Regions from separate parts of the Macaca mulatta genome. Here all the other regions are linked to region 2. A link is a contact called in public Hi-C data. All regions are on one chromosome and are shown on one strand. The core of a region is the stretch at or near the end of the contact, and the rest is flanking DNA. Distances in the headings are between cores, read along the strand shown. Region 1 holds the start of RANBP9 (RAN binding protein 9). Region 2 holds the start of TBC1D7 (TBC1 domain family member 7). Region 3 holds the start of NOL7 (nucleolar protein 7).

The links. Hi-C and Micro-C count contacts between places; a contact is called where the count stands out from the background.
Region 1: a contact with region 2 is called in a Hi-C map of liver, with 4 times the contacts expected there. The contact joins the promoter of RANBP9 here to the promoter of TBC1D7 in region 2. A contact is called at or near these places in 2 of 14 Hi-C or Micro-C datasets (fetal cortex germinal zone and liver).
Region 3: a contact with region 2 is called in a Hi-C map of fetal cortical plate, with 3 times the contacts expected there. The contact joins the promoter of NOL7 here to the promoter of TBC1D7 in region 2. A contact is called at or near these places in 4 of 14 Hi-C or Micro-C datasets (fetal cortex germinal zone, fetal cortical plate, fibroblasts and 1 more).

The regions. Positions count from the first base shown.
Region 1 is chr4:169,400,726-169,404,861 of T2T-MMU8v2.0, reverse strand. It overlaps RANBP9 (RAN binding protein 9), which reads right to left and starts at 2,548. Exons shown (of 14, transcript XM_015135575.3): 1 at 1,639-2,548. The coding sequence starts at 2,218.
Region 2 is chr4:169,787,798-169,791,930 of T2T-MMU8v2.0, reverse strand. TBC1D7 (TBC1 domain family member 7) reads right to left here and starts at 2,745. Exons shown (of 7, transcript XM_015135574.3): 1 at 2,537-2,745; 2 at 1,040-1,159. The coding sequence starts at 1,151.
Region 3 is chr4:169,501,873-169,506,579 of T2T-MMU8v2.0, reverse strand. NOL7 (nucleolar protein 7) reads left to right here and starts at 3,341. Exons shown (of 8, transcript NM_001261675.1): 1 at 3,341-3,623; 2 at 3,711-3,771; 3 at 4,462-4,523. The coding sequence starts at 3,358. It overlaps SIRT5 (sirtuin 5), which reads left to right. Exons shown (of 10, transcript XM_015135582.3): 10 at 1-274.

The sequences.
Region 1 (4,136 bases), core at 1,299-3,798, 390 kb after region 2:
AGGAAGAAACTGAGGCCCAGTCTTGTAAAATATCCACAACCACAAACGACTGCAGAACTCAGGAAATCTAGGATTCTTTGTTCATCTATACTGGCTCTGATTTTATGAGCAAATTACTGTCAACCATAAATTTAAAATTATAAAATTCTGTCACATCTAACAATAGCTTTCTGGCAGCCAGATCAGAAGTAAACACTTCATAACATAGCACCGTTCACACAAATTAAAACATAAAAGTAGAAATATTTCACAAGGAAATTAACAAAATGTCCTAACTTAAGATAAAACAAAGATTTGATATTGTGAATGAAATGTTTAGACGTTTAGATTAAGGAAGATAACACTTAGAAGTACTTCTTTGGATGTATGCAAGAATTAAAAAATGTTCAAGGCCTATTTTTGTGCGTGATTCTTTGCAGCCAAATCATTTGGTAGATTTGTATTGCCATTCGCCTTTCTGGTTAAATAGTAACTTACTTATCAAGCTTCTTCTTAAATTTTAGTCCCATATAAGAATTTAACCACAAGGTTGTTTATCCCCTCTACATACATGTCACTAGGATCTGAGCAGACCCCTTTGTAGCCAATCAAAGTGAGGCTGCCGTGAATGTAAAAAGCTCCTGCTTTAGATTTGGGGCCTAAAACCCTGGATTTGTTTCCAGACAGACTGATACGTTAGATTGATTTTTTTTTTTCTTCCACACAAGTAAACTTGATACACGCTATTAAATTGGGCCACATTTCAATAGTTCCCATAGCAATTCATAATTTTATATACAACTGATTTGCTTCAAGCTTTGTTTTAACCTAGGAGAGGTAGGTGAGGAAGGAAGGGGGCAAGCACAAACCTAAGGTTGTTGTTTTTAACTGCAGGTGGAAAACATAAGCCAATTTTCTTCAAAATACTAAGCTGCATTTTGTTCCATCTTCGTTTTCAACAAGGCTTCATATAACATCAACACCTAAGGACCTGTATAGAGTACTTCCAATCGGGAGAGGTAGGTTTCTGCTCCCCTAAGAAAAATGGTGCTCCTGGGGTTCCCTTCTCTTACCCTCCCGGTTGCTTTCACTAAGATATACTGATGGCAAACTTGGGTCCCTTGTCCTTTAGTCCCCCTAGACAATCTCTGGCCTAATTTTGATTACTCCTCCCCCTGCGTATCCCTGCTCTCTCTTAATTAGAAATCATACCTCAGAATCGTGCCTCTCTTCCCTCCTTGTAAGAGGAGAACGCCTGACCCACCACCTGGAGAACAATGTAACCCAACTCCGAGTCCATGGATTCCTCTACCCAAGCCCCAAGATTTATCTCCCAGGGAAATCAGAAAGCCAGTTCTGTCCTGTCATCCCGGATTCCCTCAAGGTGTCCTGCTCCTGGCCTAAGATTACCAGCTCCTTCCTACCCTGGAGCATTCTACTCACCCTCCTCTTCCAAGAATCTCGCCCCTCACCCTCGGATCCTTCACCGCGACCCCCGCGCCCACCCGGAGCAGCACAACAAGCGGCGAGTGGCCTCCGAGGGCAGAGCCCGCGAGGGCGGGGGTCGGGGGAGGTCGGGGGCGGGTCGAGAGCGGCGCAGCGGTGGCCGGCCACGTCGGGTCAGTGCCCCACTCCCACGGCAGGACACAAGCCCAGTACCTTTGTAGTGCACCCGCAGGTTGTTCTGAGAGAGGCCGATGTAGCTGAACTTGTCCTTCGGGCTCCAGGACCGAGGCAGCGGCGTCTCCTGCTCGTCCACGGCTGGGTAGAGGCGCTTCAGCCGCCGCTGCAGCTCCTTCTCCTGCTCGTTCAGGGTCGAGTCCCCGTGCGGGAAGGGGGCCGCGGCGCTGCTGCCCGCCACCAGAGCTGGGGCCGGGGCGCCTCCGGCCGGGCCGGGGCCCGCGGCGAGGCCCGGAGGCGCTGGGGGCCCGCTGGCGGGGGCGGCCGCTGAGGCAGGTGGCGGCGGGGGCGGCGGCGGGGGCGGCGGGGCCGCGGTGGCCGGGGGCGGCGGCGGCGGGGGGTGGAGGAGCAGGGCGGCCGCCGCGGCCCCTAAGCCGTCGCCGCCCGCGCCGCCGCCGGGCGAGCCGGCTGGAGAGGAGCCGGCGCTGACGGCCGGGGGCGCCGGCAGGACGACTCCGGACACTGGAGCCAAGGCCGCCGGCGGTGGCGGCGACAACTGCTGCTGCTGTTGTTGCTGCTGCTGCTGCGGCGGCGGCGGCGGCGGCGGCTGCCCGGACATCCCGGCCGCGACTCAGCCTGCGGCCACCTCCACCTCTTCTCTCCTTCCTCCTCTGCTTCCCGGGGGCGCTGTCGCTGCGGCCGCCGGCACCAGGCGCCCAGTCCGCCCGCCCCGGAAGCAGGCGGCGGGCCGCGCGCCCAGGGAGACCGCGGCGGTTGAGGGGCTCGGAGACGCGGGAGTGGGCGGCGGGCCCGGGAGGCCGGGAGAGAACGTTGGCCGGAGCGCGGGCGCGCGGCCCGGGGACGAGGTGCCGAGGGCGGGGGCGACGCGGTAGCGCGGGAGGGGAAGGCGCGCTGGCGGCCGCCGCGGCCGCTGCTCTCGCGGCTGTTTCCCGGCGGGCGGGCCCGGCCGGCGCGAGACGCTGCGCGCGGGCGGTGCTAGGCGAGGGGGCGGGACGGAGGCGCGAGAGAGGCGCGAGCTGCGCGAGGGGCGGGCCGCGGGGCTCCCGGCTGCACGCCGCGAGGCGCCCTCCCGGACCCGCCAGTCGCTCGTGGGCAGGATCGCTGGGCTCCCGGCGCCGCAGGTCCCTTCGGAGATGTCCGCCTCCTCCCGCTAGGCGGCCGCCGTCTCCCCCCTCGCCGGCGAATCCCCTCCCACTTGACTTCTTTTTGTTGTCGTCGCCCCACCTCCCCACCGTAGGGCTCCTCCGAGCCGAGACGCCGCTTCTCGCCCAGGCGAGAGTAATCGAGCCCCGCTGGGGCCGCCGCGAGCCCGGGCCCCGGGTCGCTCTAGGACCCGTCGGCTCGGGGCGTGCGGAGCGGCTGAGGCTCCCCGCGCACTGCCGCTAGCTCTCTTCTCAGTCCGGTTCCCGTTTGCCGCCTCCCTCCAAAGAGGAACGCACTGCCTTTGGTACTTCACAGTGTTTAATTTCGTAACATTGACCATATGGGCAGGGGAAACCACTTCTGAAGGCAGTCTCCCAGTTAAAATAGTGGCTATTTCATTAATTAATTTTACGAGGACTCACAGTGAACTTAGTGGTAGAAGGTGTCATTAATAAAAACCGGCATATCTTCAAATACCAGGAGCAGGCACTGTATGAATACACAATTATAGTGTGTGTTTAGGAAGGGCTTCTAGAGACGTCAGAACATTTTATAGACTCGTTAATTTTCATAACTGTTCTTAGGTAACAGAAAATTATGCCCATTTTTAAAACAAGGAAATATTTACTGAGGTCAGCAGAGTCAAAAATAGGACTTCCTACTTTGCAATTCCCAATAGAGTGCTTCGTCGACTAATTTGGCACAACTTGCCAAGTGTTGCTCTCTGACCCATCATAACATTACTACTTTGTTTTCACCACTTCCCTTTGTTTAGCGTATCCCTCCCTAGCTGGCAAAATCGGGCTTTGCATGTGTAAATTATATGATGTAAATTCTGATATTTTGTTTGCTTCCAAAGATACGATGGTAATCATTTGGTCAAATAAATGTTTTGCCGAAGAGAAAATTATTTCGTTTTGAAGAAGGTAGGCCAAAGGTGATTTAATTTAAGGCCAACATTATCTGGCCAGAACAAATAACAGTCATTCGGCCTAATTTCTCCCTCAGTTACCCAGACAACTAGATGTTCTGTTGTACTTTATTATTATTATTATTGTTTTTGAGAGAGAGTCTCGCTCTGTTGTCCAGGCTGGAGTGCAGTGGCGTGGTCTCAGCTCACTACAACCTCCGCCTCCCGGGTTCAAGCGATTCTCCCGCCTCAGCCTCCCAAGTAGCTGGGCCTACAGGCCTGTGCTCACACCTGGCTAATTTTTGTACTTTTAGTGGAGACGGGGTTTCACCATGTTGGTCAGGCTGGTCTCGAACTCCTGACCTCAAGTGATCTACCGACCTCCACCTCCCAAAGTGCTGGGATTATAGGTGTGAGCCACCACGCCTGGCCTCTGTTGTACTTTAATAGAAATATCCATTAA
Region 2 (4,133 bases), core at 1,496-3,995:
TTCCCTATAACAGTGGTAGTTATTAATTACAGGGTTATTTCATTTAATTCACATTGCAAGCCTGTTAGGTAGTTCTTGTTCTAAAAATGCAGAAACTGAAGTTCAAAGCAGTTAAATGATTTGATCAAACTAACACAGCTAGTAAGTGGTGCAGTCCACCTTCAAAACCCTACATTTTCCAGTAAATTACAGTTAGTTCCCTGACCCTCAATTCTTCTACTTATCAAAGGAGAATACCAGACATACTAAAGCAAAGACTGTACAGTTGAAGATCAAAGATAAGGTGAGAAGTGTTTCAGAAACTTTAAAAGTACTCTATGCAAATAAAGTATTATCTTTAAATATGGTTCAGTTTATTTTACTTTAGTCAACAACAGACCTTATTCAGATTGGCTTAAAATAAACTAAAATGTCAATATACAATGCACTCTTAGTATTTCCATAGAAGAAAATCATGGGCTGAGCGTGGTAACTAATGCCTGTAATCCCAGCACTTTGGGAGGTCGAGGTGGGTGGATCACTTGAGGTCAGGAGTTTGAGACCAGCCTGGCCAACATGGTGACTGTCTCTACTAAAAACACAAAAAATAGCTAGGAATGGTGGCGCATGCCTGTAGTCCCAGCTACTTAGGAGGCTGAGGCAGGAGAATCGCTTGAACCCAGGAAGTGTAGGTTGCAGTGAGCCCAGATCGCACCACTGCACTACAGCCTGGGCAACAGAGTCAGACTCGGTCTCAAAAAAAAGAAGAAAAAAATCATGACCAGAGTTATTGCAAATTTACCTAGATAATACATATAGGTTCAATTAAAGAAAAAATATTAACGACTTTCTTAAGAAACCTTTCAAAAACTTCTGACCCTCAGTGAAATATAAATTTGAAAAATCTATAACTTTTCTCAAAATACACCATTCTGCTTCAACACATCACTAAAAAATACAACAAACAACCAATGCTTCTGGATGTCTTTTAAGAAAATACTTACTTAAGAACATGTGGAATGACTGAGAACCAATGAGATTAATTTTAAAAAGCACTCACCCAGACGGTCATCTTTTAGGAGAATTTCTAATGATTTCTTTTCTTCAACTCCACGAAACCCCACTTTCTCATAATATACTGAACGAAAGTTTCTCTGAGAGTCGTCAGTCATATTTCATTCTTGGAGGAGACACAGAAAGAGAGAGAGACGAAGGAGAAAAGTGAATGTAGAAACAATGAGTCAAGAATTAGAATAATTTTCAATGATGTTCTCCACCTTTTCAATAAATCTGATGTACCCTTGCATAGGACCCAATATTAAAGATTTCCTTTTACTCAGTTCTACAACCATCCACCTATGCATCTTGGCCAAAACCCAAGATATACGTTAAAAGTTCTCTGAGCTGCTAAAATACATGGCACAAGGTTTATGCACTAGGTTTCCCACTATACCTATGAATGCCTAGCACAATAGAACATTCTGTAGTTATTATAAATGTGCAAAGAAAAAAAAATAAGTGAAATGGAAGCCAGGCAAGATATGTCAAAAAAAACTATACTCCAACAGTATACACTATGATTTCATTGTTTTTTTACAAATTTCATGTATTTTAAAAATTAACACTCTATTCCAAAATGTTAGCAATGGTTATCTTTAGGTAGTAGGATTCCAGATGATTTTAATTTCCTTTCTTTAGCTTAGTTGTTTTTTTAAATGGGCATTTTGCAAAATGAAAAATTAAGTTATATAAAAGTAAAAAGCCACGAGTTCCTCACTTTTCTTTTAAACACAATTCTATTAAGTGTAACTATCAAAATTCAAAACTTACAACAGATAAATTGCATTAAATTATAAGGAGAAGAGAGTAAAGAATGTAGCCGATTGACAGTGATCCTAAAGTCAGAGTTGAAGCCAGAAAAACGATTTAAAATCTATCGCAAGAACTCAAAAAGTTCAGTGGTCTCAGGTTCCTTCATAGTAACCTTCATAATACTGGAGGTAACTCATCCAAAAAAAGACCAAGTTAGATTTGGCGTTTCAAGAACAGAAAAGATGTGATGCATTTCCCAAAAAAGCACGGCACTGCCTCACGCAAATGCTTCCAGGCTCTGTGCACAAGAGTAAATCTTCAGGTTTAAACATCCTGAGACGTCCCCAGTGAGCAGGGGAGGGCTTCCTTCCTTATTGAAAAGATATCCTCTGAACTGATCCAGTCACAGGAAAGATTAGGATTCGTTTAGTAAATGAAATGCTAAATGGCTCTGAGCTTTCGGGAGCAGATGTCTTAAAAATAAAAAAGTCAGCAGCATAAAACGCGTAATGAGTGTGGGGATTTATTTTTTTTTTAAGGCATCCAAACAGTTGCATGACGATTCGGTCGGTCCCTGTTGTCTAAGGACACCCATTCTTAGATTGCACTACAATGACAAAGGCATCCTCTAGGAGGAAACATTGCAAATAAAATCTCCTGCCCATGCGCGTCCACCTGATGGGAAAAGTAAAAACACCGTGGTCCAAGACCCCAGGTCCCATTCTCTCTCTGATGGATGCTTCACCTCTAGAAGTGGAAACACGCCCGGGTTGAGACTAAGTGGTCCGGAGAAGCAGAGGAAGCCGTGCCCTGTGCGCTGACTGACCGCCGGGCAGGCGGGCACCGTTGGAGCCCAGGGCCAGGAGGGGCGAGTCCTGCGGGAAGGAGGGAGATGGCGGGACACCTGGGACACCCGTGCGCGCCCCGACGGCCCGGGAGACAAAACTCAGCACCGCCGCCGCCGCCGCCGCCGGATGTGACATCAACTCCAGGTCGAGGGGCGGGCACTGGGCCGGCGCATGCGCAGAGGGCGCGCGCAGGAAGCTCCACCCTCACTCCGGGAAGCTCGGGGTTTCGTTGGTGAAACCCGACGGGATAAAGGGCTAGACTCGCCTCCAGGCTTGTGTAGTTTCTCCCACCCTAGGCACCCGGGCCCTTGCTACCCTGCAAAATCTCGCGACCATTTACTCCGGCCGTCCGAAGGCGCGTGCCTGGGTTGCACTGCCGTCTCCGGCCCTCGAGTTTCCTACCTAGGGGAGACCCGAGCCCTAGGGCCATACTTAAGCTGCCTGCGTGCAGGACCCGAGTTTTGCTTTTGCTAATTTCCTCCCCGCCCCGGGTGTGTGGGAATAAATGGAAGACCATCTGAACGAGAAGAGCAAAGGCGTCAGCCACTGTCCCTTGCCTTTGGGGAGGGACGCAAAGGCAGACAGAGGAGTGGGGACGCTTTAGGGTGGACAAAAGGGAAGGCTTTAGGTGTGCGCAGACCGGAGTCTGGAGGCAGCTCCCTAGAAGTGAAATATCCCAGGGATTGGTTAGGGGGCATAGTTGCCTTTCTCTGGTCGGTCCTAACTTGGAAGCAAGGACAAAAATTAAGAAAGCGATCAGTTATTAAGTCCTGGCCACTGGAGCCCAGTTGTTACAGAAGTTATTGTTCAGCTTCCTAGACTGTTGCTAGAGACGGCAATCTGGCTTCCTGCAAGTCTGATTTAGAGCAGGCAGGCTCCCTGGGTTGCTTATTGTAGATAACGGACTGGTTTTCCGGGCAGGTTGCTGCAGGTTGTGGATTAGAGGTCTGTTTTTATATTAGGTTTGGCCATTGTCTTAGTATATTCAGCCTCTCAGGTAAAATACTATAAAATGGGAGAAAAATGAAAGTTAAAAAAATATATATGTGCTAAATACAAGCTCCGATTTGTTATTAGTAGGTCTAACAGAACAAAGTTACTCTTTAAAGTAGCTACTAACGCTTACAAATGCTTGCTTTCTATTTCTGTGCTTGCCTCACTGGTCCACCGGCTGAGCAGCAGTGCCCAAGTAGGTTTTTAAACCGCCAGGGTTTGAGAGAAATCCCCAGTGATGGGTATCGTCCCTTTGAAAGTCCAAATCTCTACCAAATAAACCACACAGATGCCAAGCTTTAGAGGAAACTTAGGACTATCAACAGTGCAGAAGTCCGGTTATAGTGCAGACAAATGTGTGGTATAATGGCTAGACAGAACTTAAAAAAAGAAACGTGTGGTGGTTGAACTCAAACACTGATGCCTCTCCCCACCCCCTTACCACCACCATCTTTAGTTCCTCAGTACTGGGGTACTAAACCTTACTTGGGTAGTGTTCAC
Region 3 (4,707 bases), core at 2,092-4,591, 290 kb after region 2:
AGAAGTAGCAAAGAGCACCCACATTCAAAAGTCACAGAACTGTAAAGTTAATGCGTATTATTTGGTCTGAACTGAAACGTAAGATATCTTGGATGTGTATGGTTGGTTATTGGGAGGGAAAAATTTTGTAAATTAGATTGTCTTAAAAAAATATAGTTATCCTGATCATATTTTTGTTATTTGGGCAAGGTAGAAGTTGAGGGGTAAAAACCCTACTATTTAATTCTGATTTTTGCACAAGTTTTAGTGGAAAATAAAATCACACTCTATAGTAGGTAATTTATTATATAAAGATGTTACCCCAGGATATGGCTTTATGGGGGACTTTTTTTTTTTTTTTTGAGACAGAGTTTCACTCTTGTTGCCCAGGCTGGAGTGCAATGGGGCGATCTCAGCTCACTGCAACCTCCATCTCCCGGGTTCAAGAGACTCTCCTGCCTCAGCCTGCTGAGTAGCTGGGATTACAGGCGTGCACCACCACGCCCGGCTAATTTTGTATTTTTAGTAGAGATGGGGTTCCTCCATGTTGGTCAGGCTGGTCTTGAACTCCCAACCTCAGGTGATCCGCCCGCCTCGGCCTCCCAAAATGCTGGGATTACAGGCATGAACCACCGCGCCAGGCTTACTGGGGGCTTTTTAACCTTATTTGGCTACATTACCTCAGTGAACAAGAGGCAGCTCACAACAGGAACTCATGCAAAGAAGGAAGAGAATAGTACCAACAAGGTAGAACATCACGATGAGAAGAAAGAACGATGCAAATATGTGAACCCCCAGGATAAACACAGCTGCCTAAAATTTAGCTCTGGCTCCCTTAGAAGGGGGAAGAGTCAACAGTGGACTGTTTCTCATCGTCACAAATGCAGAAGCATATGGTTCCTGTGGGACCTGCCAACCGTTCCCAGACACTGAACTCTGTTGGGAGTTTTTTCCATGGGACTTTAAAAACTGATGCCCTTATGTTGGGCCAGACCTCTGTTAACTTCAGTAGGGATGGCACCAGGTTCAAGGGGCCAAAGAAGAGACCTGGAGCCAGTGAAGGAAACATAGGGTATATTTGGGGAACTTTACAGGGTGGTCCAGTGGCAGCGGGCTGGACAGAACTGCAACCACTTATAAAAAGCATGCAGTTTATATAGCACTTTCACTCAGCACCCTCCCCGCAGCAACCTCCAATGGCAAACCTCATTTCTTAAGTTATTGCTGTCAGATGCATCTGCCATACAGGGTCATTCTCAGGCAATGCTTAAGTTATTTCCGTCAGGTACATTTTCCATACACTTTACTACCTTGGAGTAAAGTAGCAAGAATACAGCTTTTTCCCTAACCTTTACCAGCTAACTCAGTGCTTAGGGGCCTTGGAATGCCTGCTGCCCAACAAGTGTCAGAGGCCTGACTGGGAGGCATGGCCATTATCAACAGTGTATGAAGGTCATACATGACAGGGTCCCTTGGATCCAGTGGGCTCCCTGAAGTGATTACATACTTGGACCACATCACCTCAGCCCCTTGCAAAATTGCATTTAATGTTACACCCTTGGCTTTTGTAGAAACAGGCAACAAGACACTGTCATATAAAACTTTGTACTGCATTACAAGGCATAACCTTTAATAAATCCCAATGGTACTTTTTGTGGGGAAGAGGGATGCTCATAGCCTATGGGGTGGCTGGAGAACTAGTCAGGGACCCTGAGGGCTCGATTTACACTTTACATGGGTGGGCCAAGGAGTTTACACTGAGGGCACTGGTAATACCTGTAATAGTCTTATAGTACTTATAAAGCAGTTTTGCACATAAAATACCGTCATGCGCTTATAAGAAGTTTGTTCCTGGGCTGCTCCAAGTTAACTGTATTCATTTTCCTAGTGTTAGCACAGTATCTCAGGGAGTCTGATTATATTTTTGATTTGTAATCTATCTTAGACTAAGGCCTACAGATTTCAAACTGTTCTTTGCAATTCCTCTCATAATGAACCTCTGGTTCGGCAGCTTTTTTTGTTGTTGTTCTTAAGTTTTACCATTTTTGTTCCTATTTGGTTTTGTTGTTTTTAAATTGGGAACTGCTTCTAAAACAGAAGACATGAAAGGAGAATTAAAAACACAATATATGTGTGAGATAGAATTATTCAACTTAGCATTTATTAAACATCTGCCATATGATAGACATTAGAAATAAAATGACTAGCAAGACCTGGTCCTTCCCCTCGGGAGTTCACAGAACGGCTGGAGCAACTGTCATACAAACTGTTACGCAGCGCAGAAACTACATAGACATTTGTGCGGGTTCAGACCACAGCAGATAGAGGTGGGCAGAGTGGGATGGGGTAGGGGGTAAGGTGCTTGAAGTTTGCCTGGGTGGGAATTTTTGAAGTATGAAAAGGACTTCTGCCTGGGGGATTGCAGCAGTAGAGGGAAGAGCACGGTCGGTACAATTGCATTGCAGGTGTGAAACGGCTTGATTTGTTCAAAGAATGATGGATCATTTAGTATTGTATAATGGATGGGAGGAGAGAAACACGGCGATCACAAAGGGCCATGTTTGCCAAGAAATAAAATATACTTGGAAAAAAAGAGTACGTATGTGTATATACGACAAAACTCGGGTGCATTCTGTAGGGACCGGCGAAGCCATTCCTTCAGGAGATTTGCTCAGCATTGCCACGGGCCAGCTGCTGCTCCAGGCCGTGGGTTAGGAACCAGGAAGGGCATCGCTCCCACAGGGCCCACATCCTAACGGGCCTCGCCGCGGCTAAGGGGCTGGGCAGGCCGAGGGCGCCGGGCTGTGCAAATTTCTTTAGAGCCGAGGTCTGTGGCCAGCGTCTTCGTCCGTCACAGGAGGGCTGACTGGCCACGGCGGCCATCTGCTAGAGCGCATTTCTTCCCATGAAACGCCATCTCCTCCGAAGTGCGGAGCGAACGCAGCCAAATCTACAAACACTGATAAGCTGGATCCACCTGACGGAACCCAGGGCCAAAAAACTGCGGCGAGCAGCGCCTCGGACCCGCTATTACCGGTTTTCTAAGCACTGGACAGTGAGCCGTGCCAGCCCTGTCTCGCCATCCCAGCCGAGGAGGGCAGCGCAATGGCTCTTCCCTGCCTTGAAACCAGCCCCACTGCCAGCCGCTCTCGCCCGCAGAGCATTTTCCGTGGCGTCCAACCGACCCTACGGCGGCCTTGGCGAGCCATGTGGAAGAAACACACCCACTGCCCATAGGCCACGCCCTTCCTGGCTTCGCGCATGCGCCCCGCCCGTCCTGAGGACCTCCCAACCTGCAGGGGGCGATGAAAGTCCGCTTGCGCTTCGCTTGCAGTTACTTCCGAGTCAGAGGTCAGACGGTCTAGCGCTGCGTGGGACATGGTGCAGCTGCGACCGCGCGCGTCTCGCGCCCCGGCGTCGGCGGAGGCGATGGTGGACGAGGGCCAGCCGGCCTCGGAGGAGGAGGAGGCGGAGCACGGGCTGTTGCTCGGTCAGCCCAGCAGCGGCGCGGCCGCCGAGCCGCTGGAGGAAGACGAGGAAGGGGACGATGAGTTTGACGACGAAGCCCCGGAGGAGCTGACTTTCGCCAGCGCCCAGGCGGAAGCGAGAGAAGAGGAGCGGCGAGTGCGGGAGACCGTGCGCAGGTTTGGAGCCCGCGGCCGGGCGGGGAGAACCGCCCCTTCTCGTCCCGCTTGTCCTTCCCTTTGCTGACTTGTCACCCTTCCTCCCAGGGATAAAACGCTCCTGAAGGAGAAGAGGAAGCGACGCGAGGAGCTGTTCATCGAACAGAAGGTTAGAGGATAGGGGGGAGGTGTCTTATTAAAACAACCTGGCCTGCGGATAATTCTCGTGGTGGATGTAATTTGGGTTGGTAGGATATTGAGTGGGGAAAAAGTCACCAAGATTTTCTCTGACAGTGGTAGAAAGATGCTTGGGCCGGGCGCGGCAGTACTTTAGGGGGACTGGGTGGGCGGAGCCCGGGATGTCGAGGCTGCCTTGAGCCTAGATCACACCACTGCGCTCCAGGCTGGGCGACAGAGCGAGAGACCCTGTCTCAAAAAAAAAAAAAAAACTCGTCTCCTTTAGTGTCCACCAACTGAAAATAAGAGGTTGCTGTGAGAATTAGGTGGTTTGTAAACTGTAAGGGCTGTACAAGACTTGGTGTATGGTTGCTTTGCTGTCTGGTACACACTCGACACAGAGAACTGGCTCCAGGTGGACATTACTTAACGGCTTTCAGTTTGTAACAGTGACCTGAGGGTTGGAATACCGTGGGCACCTTTTCCAGTTTTCATCAAGTCTTTCAGAGAATATGGAGTTTTGTGGACCCAATCTTCCCATAACTTGGAGTGGAGGCAGTTTCCAACCTAATTCATTTCTTTGCCTAGATGTAGGGCATTCTTAGAAGTAGTAACTTCAGAAGCAACTCCGGACATACTGTGTACATGACTTTATTAATTTTAAACGTTTTCATTCCAAAAGAAAAGAAAACTCCTTCCAGACACTATTTTAGAGAAGTTAACCACAGCTTCACAGACTCTTAAGTAAGTAATGGATCTTCTTATATTACTTGCTTATATACACTCATCTTTGAATTATATACTGGTACATTTATTTGACTCCATATAGCTGAAGGAATTGTAGAACCCAAATTTAAAAGCTACCTTGGTATATGAATTTGGTGCGAAAGGAGGAGGTAACTTTATGTTTCACTTATTTTGCCATTTT